Linked DNA regions of Mus musculus: regions 2, 3 and 4 are each linked to region 1. Evidence: chromatin contacts called from public Hi-C and promoter capture Hi-C data. All regions are on one chromosome and are shown on one strand. Each heading gives the region's core, a stretch centred on a gene start, on an enhancer-like site or on the middle of the called end of the contact. The rest is flanking DNA. Distances are from core to core; before and after follow the strand shown. Region 1 holds the start of Yes1 (YES proto-oncogene 1, Src family tyrosine kinase). Region 2 holds the start of Zfp512 (zinc finger protein 512). Region 3 holds the start of Slc4a1ap (solute carrier family 4 (anion exchanger), member 1, adaptor protein). Region 4 holds the start of Tacc3 (transforming, acidic coiled-coil containing protein 3).

Region 1 (3,000 bases), core at 127-2,626:
TTATCTGTAGGTTTAGAAAGGCAACAGCTCAAGTAACTAACGTTCTAGTTTCAAGAAAAAACTTGCTGGGCGGTGGTGGCGCACGCCTTTAATCCTAGCACTTGGTAGGCAGAGGCAGGGGGATTTCTGAGTTCGAGGCCAGCCTGGTCTACAAAGTGGGTTCCAGGACAGCCAGAGCTATACAGAGAAAAACAAAAAAACAAAAAAACAAAAAAAAAAAAAAAACAAAACAAAACAAAAAAACCCCTTAATGCACCAGTCAATGGCAAAATAAAGCACCGCGCTACATCACACATAGTTGTTCATGTGGATTCCCATTCCTTTCTCTGAAGAAACTTTTTAAAGCTGTGTGCATTTAAGTTGCTAAAGTACCAGACTACTGACGGAGTTGATATGTCAAAGATGATGCTGAATTTCTCTGAAAACCACAAAGGAAACCAACAGTCCCACATTAATACTTCGAATAACCCCACCAAAGAGGAAATACAAAAGGGAAATTAAGAGTGTGATAAGGCAGACGTGCCTTTAGCAGGAGTACTTCTAGATTGTCTTTTGACCCTCTCAATCTTGTACCTCAGTTCCTCCTAAACCCTTCCTTTTTCTACAAGGCAAGCAGAAAAAACGATGCAAGGCCTTCGGAGGGAAAACAAACAAAAAACCTTTCATCTTGACTTCTTCACTTCAAGGGGCCCAAACGTCAGCTTTCATAGCTGTCAAGAAGAGTCACAGTGCCTGTCCGGGTTCCCTATTACGAGGATCAAATACAATGCTGTCCCACTCTAAGTGAGAGCCACCATTCCTGGGAGAATTGCCAACACAACTCAGGTTCGGTTCTACTCGCGCGGCAAGGCTGGTTCGACCTACAGTCAACAGGAAGCTTCTGCGGCCAGACGAGAACCAAGGTGTCAGCACTGCCCTGATGGCTCACGCGGTTCGACTGTGATTTTACTATCAGTGACAAAGGGTGCGGAGGCACAAAGCTGAGAAATGAACAGTCAACCTTTCTCCAAAGAACCCCAACCCCGATCACCCTCCGAAAACAAAGCCCCACACCCCTCAGTGTTTCGGTGAGCCAGGCGGAGCCCCGCTTCGCCCGTTGCGGTAGTCGGCGTGCGGGCAAGGCAGGGAACCACATGCCGCTGCTGCTTTCTCCTCACGCCCCCTCGGGAGCACGCCTGACCCCTGGCGCCATGTTGGGCCGGCAGGCACGACACGGCCGGGCCTCCCAGCGGCCCGCGGACCCCGCGCAGAGCTCCCGCGCCGGAAGGCGCTCCCAGCAGACAGCAGAGCGCGAGTTCCGGTGAGCGGGCGCGCGCAGGTAGCCGCAACCCCCGCCCCGCGCGCGATCCGGAGCGGAGGGGCGGGGCCGGCGGCGAGAGGAGGAGAGAGGGAGGCCGCGGGGTGCGGGCGTCCGGGAGTTCCCTCCTCCTCAAGTAAAGCGTCCCGGGCCGGCTGCGCCGCCGTCGCTGCCTCCTGGCGCCCCGCGACCTGGAGGTGGAGAAGGGAGAGGGACCCGCGGGCGTCCACCTCGGCCGGCCGCCTTCTCCCCGCGGCGACCCGTGCGAGTGCGGCCGGACTCAGGTAAGCTCGCGGCGTGGCCTCGCGACGTAGGCAGCTGACCCGGACCGGGCAGCTCTAGGCCTCGGCATCCACCCTCCTGCTCCCGGGCTTCTCGAGGCGCCGCCGCCCCTGCCGCTGTCCGCCTACTGGTCCCGGAGTCTGGAAGTTGAGGAGAAACTTCTCCCCTCCCGCGGTCTGGCTGGCGGGCGTGAGTGTCTCGTCTCCTGGGCTCACTACCTGCTTGCCCAGTGCCTCGGTCTCCGCCCTGTCCAGTACTTCCCGATTCTGCGGGAGTCCGGATAGTGGTCCAGCCTATGTGGTGCCGCCGCTGCACCCTCCACCCCAAAGGACGTGGGGTCACTCCCGAATGAGGACCAGAGGGTAGGGCAGCGGCCCCTTCTCGTCCTAGCGGCTGGAGGTCTGTGTCGCCGGACGCCCGCAGCAACTGTCTGGAGCGAGGAGTGGAACTCGTGGAGCGAGCGGGTGAGCGGCGGGTTGTACTTGGTTTGATTGCAAACCACGACCTGTTTATAAAGTTTTCCTTTGTTTGGGTTTGAGGGTGTTGGGACGTGTTACAATCAGCGGCCACTTTTAAGTGCCTTGCCACTCCGCCTCCCCGTGAGTTCGGTTCTCTGTCCTCCTGTGTCAACGAAAATTTTGTTTGTGTTTTGCTTCTTGATAATTGCTTCCAGCTTTTGCTTTATTGGGCTTGAGAAAGAGTTGTTTTTAAAAAGTGGGAATATCGTTTCTGGTATAGGGATTGTGAATGGGGCATAGCGTAGTTTTGATGTAGTTATTCTTTGCATAAGTGATTGGAACAGCAGTGGAAATGACAGTTATCAAAGTAAATAAACGAAAAGTATGCAGTTGAAACATAACTTTGTACCTCTCTTGTGTGTTCCACAGCTGTGTTTTTTACATGTGATTTCACAGGATATTTCGGTATGGTATATTCATGTATTTCGTGTAAAATTACTGACCAAAATTGGCAATTGAAAGTGAGTTTAAACATCCTGTTAAATTTCTAAATTTAAATTACTCACTAATGAAAATGTTATTAAGTGTGCATGTGTGACTCAATTTAAGGCCAAATGTGTGCTACCTCTATTAACCAGCACAATGGTGTGGACTAGAAACATTTTGAGTGGGCAGATAGGGAGTGTTAAATTAAAAGCCAAAGTTCTTATATGCAACATATATGAGAGAGAATACAACTGTAGGAAAGTTGTTCTTCAGGAATTTTTTCCGCTTGCTAAATGCATTTAGCTATATCTTATTTTTGAATACCAGCAAAACCTCAGTGAAAATGTAGATGCTGGTTGACATTTCAGTAGGTCCTAAATTTAGGGGAGGGAGAAGATTGCCTTTGATTGAAACTTAGATACAAGACTGTTTATATTCCATATTTCCAGGATAAAATAAAAGCTTTTAAAATGTGTG
Region 2 (3,000 bases), core at 285-2,784, 1.2 Mb before region 1:
TACTAACAGAGGAGTTTCAGGCTGGATTAGGGGCTCGAAGAAGCTCTATCGGTTCTTTCCTGGGCATACAACAGAATGTCTGGGAAAGTCATGTCTGTAGGCAGCGACTACCTAGGAAATACCTCTCCAGTATGCTAATGCTGGGGAATGTCATGGGAACCACTATGGAAAGGAAGCCTTGTTTTCAGTCATTTGTAACAGAAGGCTCCACTATGGACATCTACCAATCTATTCTTAATTTTTGGGGTTCCAGCTGAACTAATGGTATTTTCTCAAAGCCTGCTAGAAAGGGTTTCAAGGACTGTTTCTCAGACTTCAGTGGTTAAAAACTATATTCAGAGACATATTTTATGTCACAGTAATGAGAAAAGAATGCCTTTAACGATGTCAACACTCTGCTCAACATCTTCCATAATCCAGCAATACTCTGGTAGTAGATTGGGAGTCAAGAAAACTAGTTCAAAGTTCAGCGACATATTCCAGGAAGTCACTGAGCATGTGTCTGTCTCTTGTACCGGGGCTGAGTTTACTTCCTTGATGAAATCAGAGTCATTAAAGTCCCTCCCAGAGAAACAGTCTTAGTTCCTCTGTAAGAACTTATCATAGCTCTTTGATAGAAGACATAACAGTCTCTTTAAGGGGAGAGGCCACAGTTCCTCAAGGAGAAGTCCTCAAAATCCCTCAGGGAGTAGCTTTCCAAGTCCTTCAGGGAAGAGCCCTAGAAGTCACTTGAGGTGGAGCCCTTGTAGTCCCTCAGGAAGGAACCTTCACAGTCCCTCAGGGAGAAGCCCTTGTAGACTTCTAGAGAGAAGAGGGCACATTCCTTCTGTGAAGAAGAGTCTACACAGTCTTTCAGGGAGGAGTCAGCAGACTCTCTATTCTCTGAGATGCCTCAGTCCCTCAAAAACGAGCCATCTCAGTCTCTCGTGGACGTCACTGGGCAGTCATTCAGAAAGGAGCCATGGTAATTTCTCTGAAAGATCCTTTTCCGTTCCCTCTGGTTGGAAAGGACATAGTTCTGGATCAAGCCCACTTCTTCTAAGAACAGGCATTGTTCCAGACTCATCCGCTGGAGAGATCCAGATGTAACTTGGCTAAAGTGTTCATGTCTTTCAGGGACCGCACCAAAAAAAAAAAAAAAAAAAAAAATCCAAAAGCTAGACAAGTTTGGAGGCCAGAAGTTAGTGGATAAGGAGAGTTCTGTCCCTCACCTGAGCAAAGAAAGAGATATCTGGGAGGGAAGGAGAAGAGAATGGGTCTTTAATTTAAGATCAATAAAGGGGCGATTTGAATTTCGTTTGCATCTGTAAAACCACTTGTGGGATGGGTGGGAGTAGGTGTGCAAACGCTAGTTCGGGAGGACCCCTTAAATATTCAGACTCCTCCCATTTGCTCCAACCTTCACGCCCCAAAGGCCTGCCTACTCCCTTGTTGCTATGGGGGCGGGGTCTCAATGGAAGCCGAAGAAGAGTTATCACGTGACTCCTTTCCCGCCGCAGCCCCCTCGGAAGCAGCTAGGCGGAAGTAGGTGTTCAGAACAGGGTTAGTCGCCGCTGAGACCACATCCGGGAGAGGCGAGGAGAGCGGAAGTGGCGTTGGTCTGTCCGGAGCCCTTGGGTGAAATTGTTAGGCGTGGAGGGGGAGTGATGTCTTCCAGACTCGGTGCAGTCACCGCCGTGAGTTTCTTGGTGTGACCATTATACTTTAGAAATAGAACTGTCGAGCTGAGAACACGCGGTCCTTTGCTTTTGTTTTGTACTCAGAGTTGTTTTTTTTTTTTTTTTCCGGAGCCAATCCTAGGCCCCACCCTTTTATATCAGATCCACTTACCGCCTTTTTTCTTCCCATTTTTATTTTTATTGCTTAGTCCTCGTATCCTTGGACTGAGTTCCTCGACACATTGTAATTATTTATATTCCTTCAGCATCCCCAGTGCCTCCCGTTTCTTTTAATATATATATGATACATATGTATATATCATATATATATTTTTTTTTTCCTCGTCTTTTCTTTTCAAGCCTCTATCTAGGATAGGGTTTTGAGAATGGACAAAGATGAAAACTCTGGTATTGTCAACCCGTCTTTACATTGTGAATAAATAGAATGGCACAGGTTTCCTAAAAAGTGTCTCCTTCAGTCCATTTGAAGTAGTTGCTCGGGACAGCTTCACATCTAGGCACAAGGGGGATTCATCTCTTTGCGGATGAGCTTCAAAGGTCCCTAGCACTCACTCCTGTGCTTGTGATTTGCTAGACCCCGGGACCCACATCCCTTAAGCAGCAGAGGAGCACCAGGATCGTGGGAGCTAAGAAGTAAGTGAGGTTTTCTGAGGACATTTTTGTAATGGTGTAGACAGTGCTGCTAAAGATGTTCTGTGTCTGCACTGTGGAGCATCATAGCCACCAGACAGGTATGGCTTTGGGGCACTTGAGATGTGGCTAGTACAATTGAAGAACCGAATTACAAATTCTATTTCATTTTAATGGACTAAAACTTCAATAACCATCTGTAGGTAGTAGCTACGGGATTGGACAGTGCAGATAAAATCCTAGTGTGGGGGAAAGAAAACCTGGCTTGCAATAAAGATGCAGTCTAATAAAAATGGAGTGTGTGTTTCAGTTAGTGGTATTCCTGCGTGGCCTCTGCCCCCCATATCAAATATGTGCTCATAATTAATTTGATGGACTGGGGAGGGAAATAAAAACAGCTATAAGCAATCTTTACATTTCTAAGCTACTTGGTTGCAGCCCTGATTTATTGTTTTGTGTAATGAATGTGCTAAGTTTTGCCATGGCTAACACAAAAGAAAGATTTTATTAACTTGGACCTCCGGGGTGAGTTCATTCACTTAGATAACACTTACGGGATGTCTGCTCTGAACAAGCTGTGTAGTAGGTTGGGCACCCAGGCATGACAACAGAGCTGTCTGTTCAACAGATGAATTGGGTAATCACGGCAATACAATACAGTATAATAGGAAAAAACTGTTTTTTTGTGGTA
Region 3 (3,000 bases), core at 252-2,751, 1.1 Mb before region 1:
ACAAGACAACTTGTGAGAGGCAGTTCTCTCCTTTCACCATGTGGGTTCCATGGATTGAACTCGGGCATTCGGACTTGGCAGCAAGTGCCTTTTACCTACTAAGCCATCTAACTGGCCCCTCAGCTTATTTCCTTTGCTAAGATTGTATTTTTAAATTATTAATTTCGAGACAGGGTTTCCCTTTGAGGCCTTGGCTATCCTGGAACTTGCTCTGTAGACCAGGCAGGCTATGCATTCACAGACATTCGTTTTTGTTGTCTGTTGGGGGTTGAGTATATGCTTGTGTGTTCCATGTGTATGCAGGTGCCAAGGATATCTGAAGAGGGCATCAGATCCTTCTGGAGCTCAAATTAGAGGTGGTTGTGAACTCCCCTGATGTGGGTACTGGAAATGGAGCTCAGATCCACCGAAGAGCAGCACACAGAACCATCTCTCCAGCTCCACCACTCAGCTTCTCAAGAACATGAGATATTTTTATAATTGACCCTTTGAGTTGTGACCTCTGCCAGGAACCCTCTACATCTTTATCAGACTTGAATTTGTTCTTTAGGATCCCTGAAATCACCATTCCCCCCAACAGATCTCCTTTCTTTGTATATTTACATGAATTTGCTTTTATCCCTGAACCTTAACTTTAGTTGACTTATTCATCTGTATTCTCCCACTTGTTATGGCTGCCATCTTGGTATAGTTTCAGGCCTCTGTCAAAGAGTTATAATATTAACTATGGCTTAGTTCAATTTTCCATAAATTTTATGACAAATTAACACTACTATTTCCAATTTTTCAGATGTGGAAGCTGTTGTCCAGGGTCATGCCAACATCATAAATACAAAGAGTAAAAAAGAAAAGAGGTTTCGATGCTCAGGTTTGTTAAGCCACTAAACATGCTATCTCAATATTTTGTTCCGAGTAATAAAAGAATGAACAATAATAAATTGCTTCTTTACTAACTTCATAAAAGGAATAAATTCGAGAGCTGCAGATAGGGACTCCTTGCTCCGGATCTGGAGGCTTAGGCTTAGGCGCCGACCACAGGATCCTGGGAAGTCTGATTTACAAGGCAGCAGGAAAATGGGTGGCTCTGGACCGGAACCAGAAAATAAAGTTCAAATACTCACCGCCCTGCCCCAGGAGTGGTATACGCGGCTGCCTGACTCTGACAGGTCGGAGTCGAGGACTAGGTCAAGCCTAGGAGCCTTGTTTATTGATTAATGGACCAAGGCCACGGAAGCACTTCTTCCCAATCGCCCTCTGCCACAGGAAGTTATTACTAGCCTACATGCAACGCCTAAAATGTCCGTATCCTGCACAGCACTCTGAGAGCCTCTCCCCGCTTTCTGGTATTGTGACTCCCTAGTGCTATTCACATCTTTAAAACTCTGCGAGTCTTGAAAGAGGAACTCCAACATTTCTGTCCAGAGAAGCCTCAGGGAGGTGGGAAGGAGGAGGAGAAGTGAGCGGGAACGTAGAGAGCGAGGGGTCGGGGTTTCCGAGGGACACATTTTGAGATTGCACCCGGCTAAGGATGGCTGATCCTACCCCTCAGCTAGATGCGCCAGCTCCCCAGGAAGTCAGTAGCGAGTTTAAGAAGCCGGTTTTACCAGTGCCTTCCGCAGTACGGGGTAAGGCTCCGGCCTCCAGTCCCTCCGTTTCTGAGGATGTGAAGAAAGAATGTCTCGCGGCGCAGCTGGACTCTGGATGTGAGGAGCCCGAGGTCCCGCCACCGCAGCCGGACAGCCAGGAGACCGGGGGTCCACCGGTGGAGCAACTCCGCTCCCCGCGGGTAGCTCCTGCGTCTGGCGGTCCGACCCGGGCTCCTCCGTACCGAGAGCCATCGTGGGGCAGCCCAGCCACGGCCCCCTACAGTCTCGAAACCCTGAAGGGTGGCACCATCCTTGGCACCCGCACCTTGAAAGACACGAGCTGCTGCTTTTTCGGGAGACTTGCTAGTTGTGACATATGTCTGGAGCATCCTTCCGTGTCTCGGTACCATGCTGTACTACAGCACCGGGGGGCGGATCCCAGCGGAGACTCTGAGGGTCATGAGCAGGGCTTTTATCTCTACGATCTGGGAAGTACCCACGGCACGTTCCTCAACAAAACTCGCATCCCACCCCGCACTTACTGTAGAGTCCACGTCGGGCATGTAATGCGCTTTGGAGGCAGCACTCGGCTCTTTATCCTTCAGGTAGGTAGAAAAATCTAAAATAAAAATCTTGGGACTTCACTGTTTTTGGTTTTTCAAGACAGGGCTTCTCTATGTAGCCCTGGCTGTCCTGGAACTCTCTCTGTAGACCAGGCTGGCCTCGAACTCAGAAATCCGCCTGCCTCTGCCTCCCGAGTGCTGGGATTAAAGGCGTGCACCGCCACGCCCGGCGATTCTGAGTTTCTTTAAGGTTTAGTTGAGTAAAAGGATTCTGGTAACCAATGACAAAAGCACAGGCCTCATTCTGGACCCACAGGTCTGTGTACGTTGCTGTGTCTCAGAAAGTAATTTTCTCACTTCTGAATCCATATATGTATATATTTTACCCATGATTCATTAGGGACCAGAGGAAGACCGAGAGGCAGAATCTGAATTAACAGTAACACAGTTGAAGGAATTGCGTAAACAGCAGCAGATATTATTGGAGAAGAAGATGTTAGGTGAAGACTCAGATGAAGAAGAAGAAGCAAATACCACTGAAGGGAAGAGCAGTAGAAGTGGTCAAGATGATGAGCTGGGCTGCACGTGGGGAATGGGTAAGAAACTACTACTGAAGGTGGCACCCTCAAGTGCTTTTGATCATACAGCTCAGAAGGCCTACAGCTGAAGTAGGGTAAATGTAATTTGCAAGCCCAGGGTCATTAACTTTAGTGAGTAAAAGTGTTGAATTATGGGCATTATACATACACCTCTTTCTCACCGTGTAATTTGCTTATTGCGTTTATCATTTAAACACACACACACACACACACAGAAAGAGAGAGAGAGAGAGAGAGAGAGAGAGCTTTCTG
Region 4 (3,000 bases), core at 244-2,743, 1.0 Mb after region 1:
CAGCTCCACCGTCTGTCTGCTCTCAATATGACCTCCCTGAGTGACTTGTGCTTATTAACTTTGGGTTCCTTGTTCTGGTATGGGAGTGCCCACTGGACAGCCCTTGGTCAGGAGTCCTGCCTTAGAGCCCCACACTCTTGATATGCCTTGCAGTGTACTAACTAGGTCTCCAAACCAAACTACATGACCATGCCAACTCCATCTCCAGTTCTCCAAAGGAGTCCTCTCCACCCTCCTTCTTCTCAAAACAGATCTGAGTGTTTCTATTACCACACCTGCCTCTGCCTCTCTGGAGCCTAAGCAGCTGCTTCACACCAATCATTCCTGTGCCCAGAGCTGCAAGTATGACAGACAAGCAGACATGTGTTCTCCCAGATCTATCTTTCCCTGTCCCTGTAGCTTCCAAAGGTCTCCTTCATCTGGATCCCAGACTTCAATCACTGCTATATTCCAGCAGTTTCCCCAACCTTTCCTCCAATCAGCCAACAGATGGGCCTCTCCGAGGTCCCACTAGCACTTGGGGCACCACATACCATGGCCTTGGACAGGGCCATAGACCTAGCCCGGCAAAGGAAACGCTCCATTAACATTCCCAACCTTGACCGTCTTCATCTCTGCCTGCTCTTCTTACACCCACCTTCCCCTGGGATCTCTCCAACCCCTGTTGTAATGAAATCAACAGGAGCTCTTTCCTATAGAAATCGTCCAACATAGCAAGCAGGCTGAACGATTCTGCACTCCAGCCGCAGTGATGTCAAAGACTGGAGCTTAGCCCCACCCGAGCACCACTCGCAGGACAGCGCCAGGGCCGCCGCCTCCCAACTGGAAGAGCGTATGGTGCTCTAGAGCGCTCAGCTCACAGCCAGGGCTGCAGAGATCCCGCTTGCTTGTTCATGATCTTGACCGGCTTCTGCTCCAGTTCCTCACCCTTGGAGTCTCCAAGCGCCCGGTTAAGCGCCAACCACCGGCCGGCACACAGGAGGCTCACCTAACGGCAGCAGTGAGTGACACAGTAGTGTGGCGGAAGTGCGGCGAAGGTGGTAAGGTACGAAGGCGGCGTCCTCGCTGCCCAGCCAGCCCGACAACAGATTCTGCACTGTGAGCCCGGCCGAGTAGAACTCGTTGGGCGTGAACACGAAGCACACTGCGAAGACCAGGTAGGCCAACGTGAAGGTCACCTCAGGGCTGTCCATCCCGCCACCGCTCACTGGGCCGTGCAGAGGCAGGAGAGTCCAGTTCTGGACAGTTGGTTTGTTGCCGCAGCCACCGCCGTCAGATCGCCCGCGGGGCACTCTGGGAAACGGAGTCCAAGTCCGGCTACTGGCGGGGCATCCTGCGAATCTGAGCGCCTCCTGTCCAGGCACCCGCAAAGCATTCTAGGAAATGGAGTCCCCTCCTCAGGCTGCCCGCGGGGCACTGTGGGAGACAATTTCCCTGTTGGGTTGACCCGAAGGGCACCCTGGGAGTCAGAGTCTCGCGAGGCCGCCCCCGGCATTCTGAGTGGGGAGTTCTCGGACCCTACGCTGACCCACAAGCTGTGAGCCGCCCAGACACCCCCCGTAAGGGTTCAACTTCTCCCTTACAAACAGCTCGGAGGAGACACTGCAACTGGGTCCATTTAACAGCTGAGAAAAACCGAGCCAGGGCGAACTGGTTTCCAACCGCATTCGCGGCCGACCATGAGATTTTCTGGGCCATGATGGCTCTCACAGTCACTGGCTACCAACAAGCCCTCTCGGCCCCCGATGCTAGACCACAGTTCCCATACGCCCCAACGCTCCCACTGTGCCCTCAGTCCCGGAAGCGGAACTCCCTGCGCAAGAAGGGCGGGACCAGTATGGCTTGCAATTGGCCACAGGTGGCTCTACGGAAGCCTCTTCTCCAACGCGCTGATTGGCTGTGGAACGCCAACTTTCGGTATTTGAATCTGGGGCGGGCGTAGCGGACGACGTTCCGGGACTGCGAGAGCGGACCTTGTTGGGGTTCCTTCGGCTGGGTTTCTCCTGCTCCGTTTTCTTAGCGCGAAGCGGGCACGGCGCTCCTCCCTTGCGGTGGGCGTCCGCGCGGGCCCAGGGCTTGGCAACCGTAGTCAGGTAAGGGAAACGGCGATTTTTTATTTCCCTCGGGCGCAGGGTGGGGATCAGCCCCACGGAACTTGATTCCTGCGAGCTGAGTTACCGTTCCTGTCTTCCGCAGCTTCGCTCTCTCCCTTTGTTGAGGACCCACCCCTCACTCCAGCCTCCTCTGTTCTAAACTCAGGGGATGCACCTAGCCTCCTAGGCAGGACAGGAACCTGCCCGTGGGCTGGGCTTTGCAGGCCGGCCTGCCAGTGATCTCGGTCTGACCCAGTTGATGGCCTCCAAAGAGGCCGTGCTGGTTCCTGTTCTGGTCGAGCGTGTCGTGTAGGAGAATCGCGTCTCAGAGCCAGGGACATCCGTCGCCCCAAGTCTCTTACTCCATCTTTTCTGCGAAACTATTCTGTCTGTCGTCTGTCTTCCTGAACCCAGGGATATTTCTTGTTCCTGGGTCTGTGCCTCTAAGTCCTCCTTCCGTACAGCCTGACCACAACTTCAAAATAAATGGCTTCTCTTGGAAACGCTTTCTTTCCAACTCCAGATGGTCCTGATAAGTTTCCCTTCTCTATTGCATCCTTCTCTGAACAGAGTCCTTTAAGGCTAAGGCCTTTTTCCTCAACTTTAGCTACCAGAATGACCTCATGCCTATACCTATACAATTTGGTTCAGCAATGCATATTTCCAGTCATGATCGCTTGATTGTACACTTCTGTCCATGCACTGTTCGAGGTGGGAGATGTTTCTTTCTCCTTCAACCTTCAAACTTCACCTCAGAGACCATCAGTCAACTTGAGCTTTATCATCTCCCATAGGTGATTTGACCCCATACTTGTTCTCAGAAGGACAGGTGCAGCAGCAGCAACAAAACTTCCTATGTTCCCTGCCCCACCCCTAGTCACTCCTGCACCATGAAGACATCAGAACA

The links. Promoter capture Hi-C pulls out the DNA fragments that hold promoters and counts their contacts. A called contact is a pair of places that touch in the nucleus more often than the background predicts.
Region 2: a contact with region 1 is called in a promoter capture Hi-C map of hippocampal neurons, with 5 times the contacts expected there. The contact joins the promoter of Zfp512 here to the promoter of Yes1 in region 1. A contact is called at or near these places in 1 of 39 promoter capture datasets (hippocampal neurons) and 2 of 115 datasets of contacts at active chromatin or transcription factors (embryonic forebrain and pro-B cells).
Region 3: a promoter capture Hi-C map of liver shows a contact between it and region 1, with 10 times the contacts expected there. The contact joins the promoter of Slc4a1ap here to the promoter of Yes1 in region 1. A contact is called at or near these places in 10 of 39 promoter capture datasets (the 3T3-L1 cell line, 3T3-L1-derived adipocytes, the SN4741 cell line and 6 more), 8 of 115 datasets of contacts at active chromatin or transcription factors (the NIH/3T3 cell line, cardiomyocytes, embryonic forebrain and 4 more) and 2 of 9 other capture datasets (adipose tissue and pancreatic islet).
Region 4: a Hi-C map of embryonic stem cells shows a contact between it and region 1, with 11 times the contacts expected there. The contact joins the promoter of Tacc3 here to the promoter of Yes1 in region 1.

What each region holds. Positions count from the first base shown.
Region 1 is chr5:32,609,795-32,612,794 of GRCm38.p6, forward strand. It overlaps Yes1 (YES proto-oncogene 1, Src family tyrosine kinase), which reads left to right and starts at 1,377. Exons shown (of 12, transcript NM_001205132.1): 1 at 1,377-1,581. It overlaps Gm10461 (collagen alpha-1(II) chain), which reads right to left. Exons shown (of 2, transcript XM_030254958.1): 2 at 1-2,258. The coding sequence ends at 1,430.
Region 2 is chr5:31,450,902-31,453,901 of GRCm38.p6, forward strand. It overlaps Zfp512 (zinc finger protein 512), which reads left to right and starts at 1,535. Exons shown (of 14, transcript NM_172993.3): 1 at 1,535-1,676; 2 at 2,254-2,312. The coding sequence starts at 1,647.
Region 3 is chr5:31,525,494-31,528,493 of GRCm38.p6, forward strand. Slc4a1ap (solute carrier family 4 (anion exchanger), member 1, adaptor protein) reads left to right here and starts at 1,502. Exons shown (of 14, transcript NM_001347328.1): 1 at 1,502-2,191; 2 at 2,550-2,745. The coding sequence starts at 1,529. It overlaps Supt7l (SPT7-like, STAGA complex gamma subunit), which reads right to left and starts at 1,269. Exons shown (of 5, transcript NM_028150.2): 1 at 1,122-1,269.
Region 4 is chr5:33,656,635-33,659,634 of GRCm38.p6, forward strand. Tacc3 (transforming, acidic coiled-coil containing protein 3) reads left to right here and starts at 1,494. Exons shown (of 15, transcript NM_001040435.3): 1 at 1,494-2,093. Tmem129 (transmembrane protein 129) reads right to left here and starts at 1,343. Exons shown (of 4, transcript NM_026698.3): 1 at 989-1,343. The coding sequence starts at 1,193.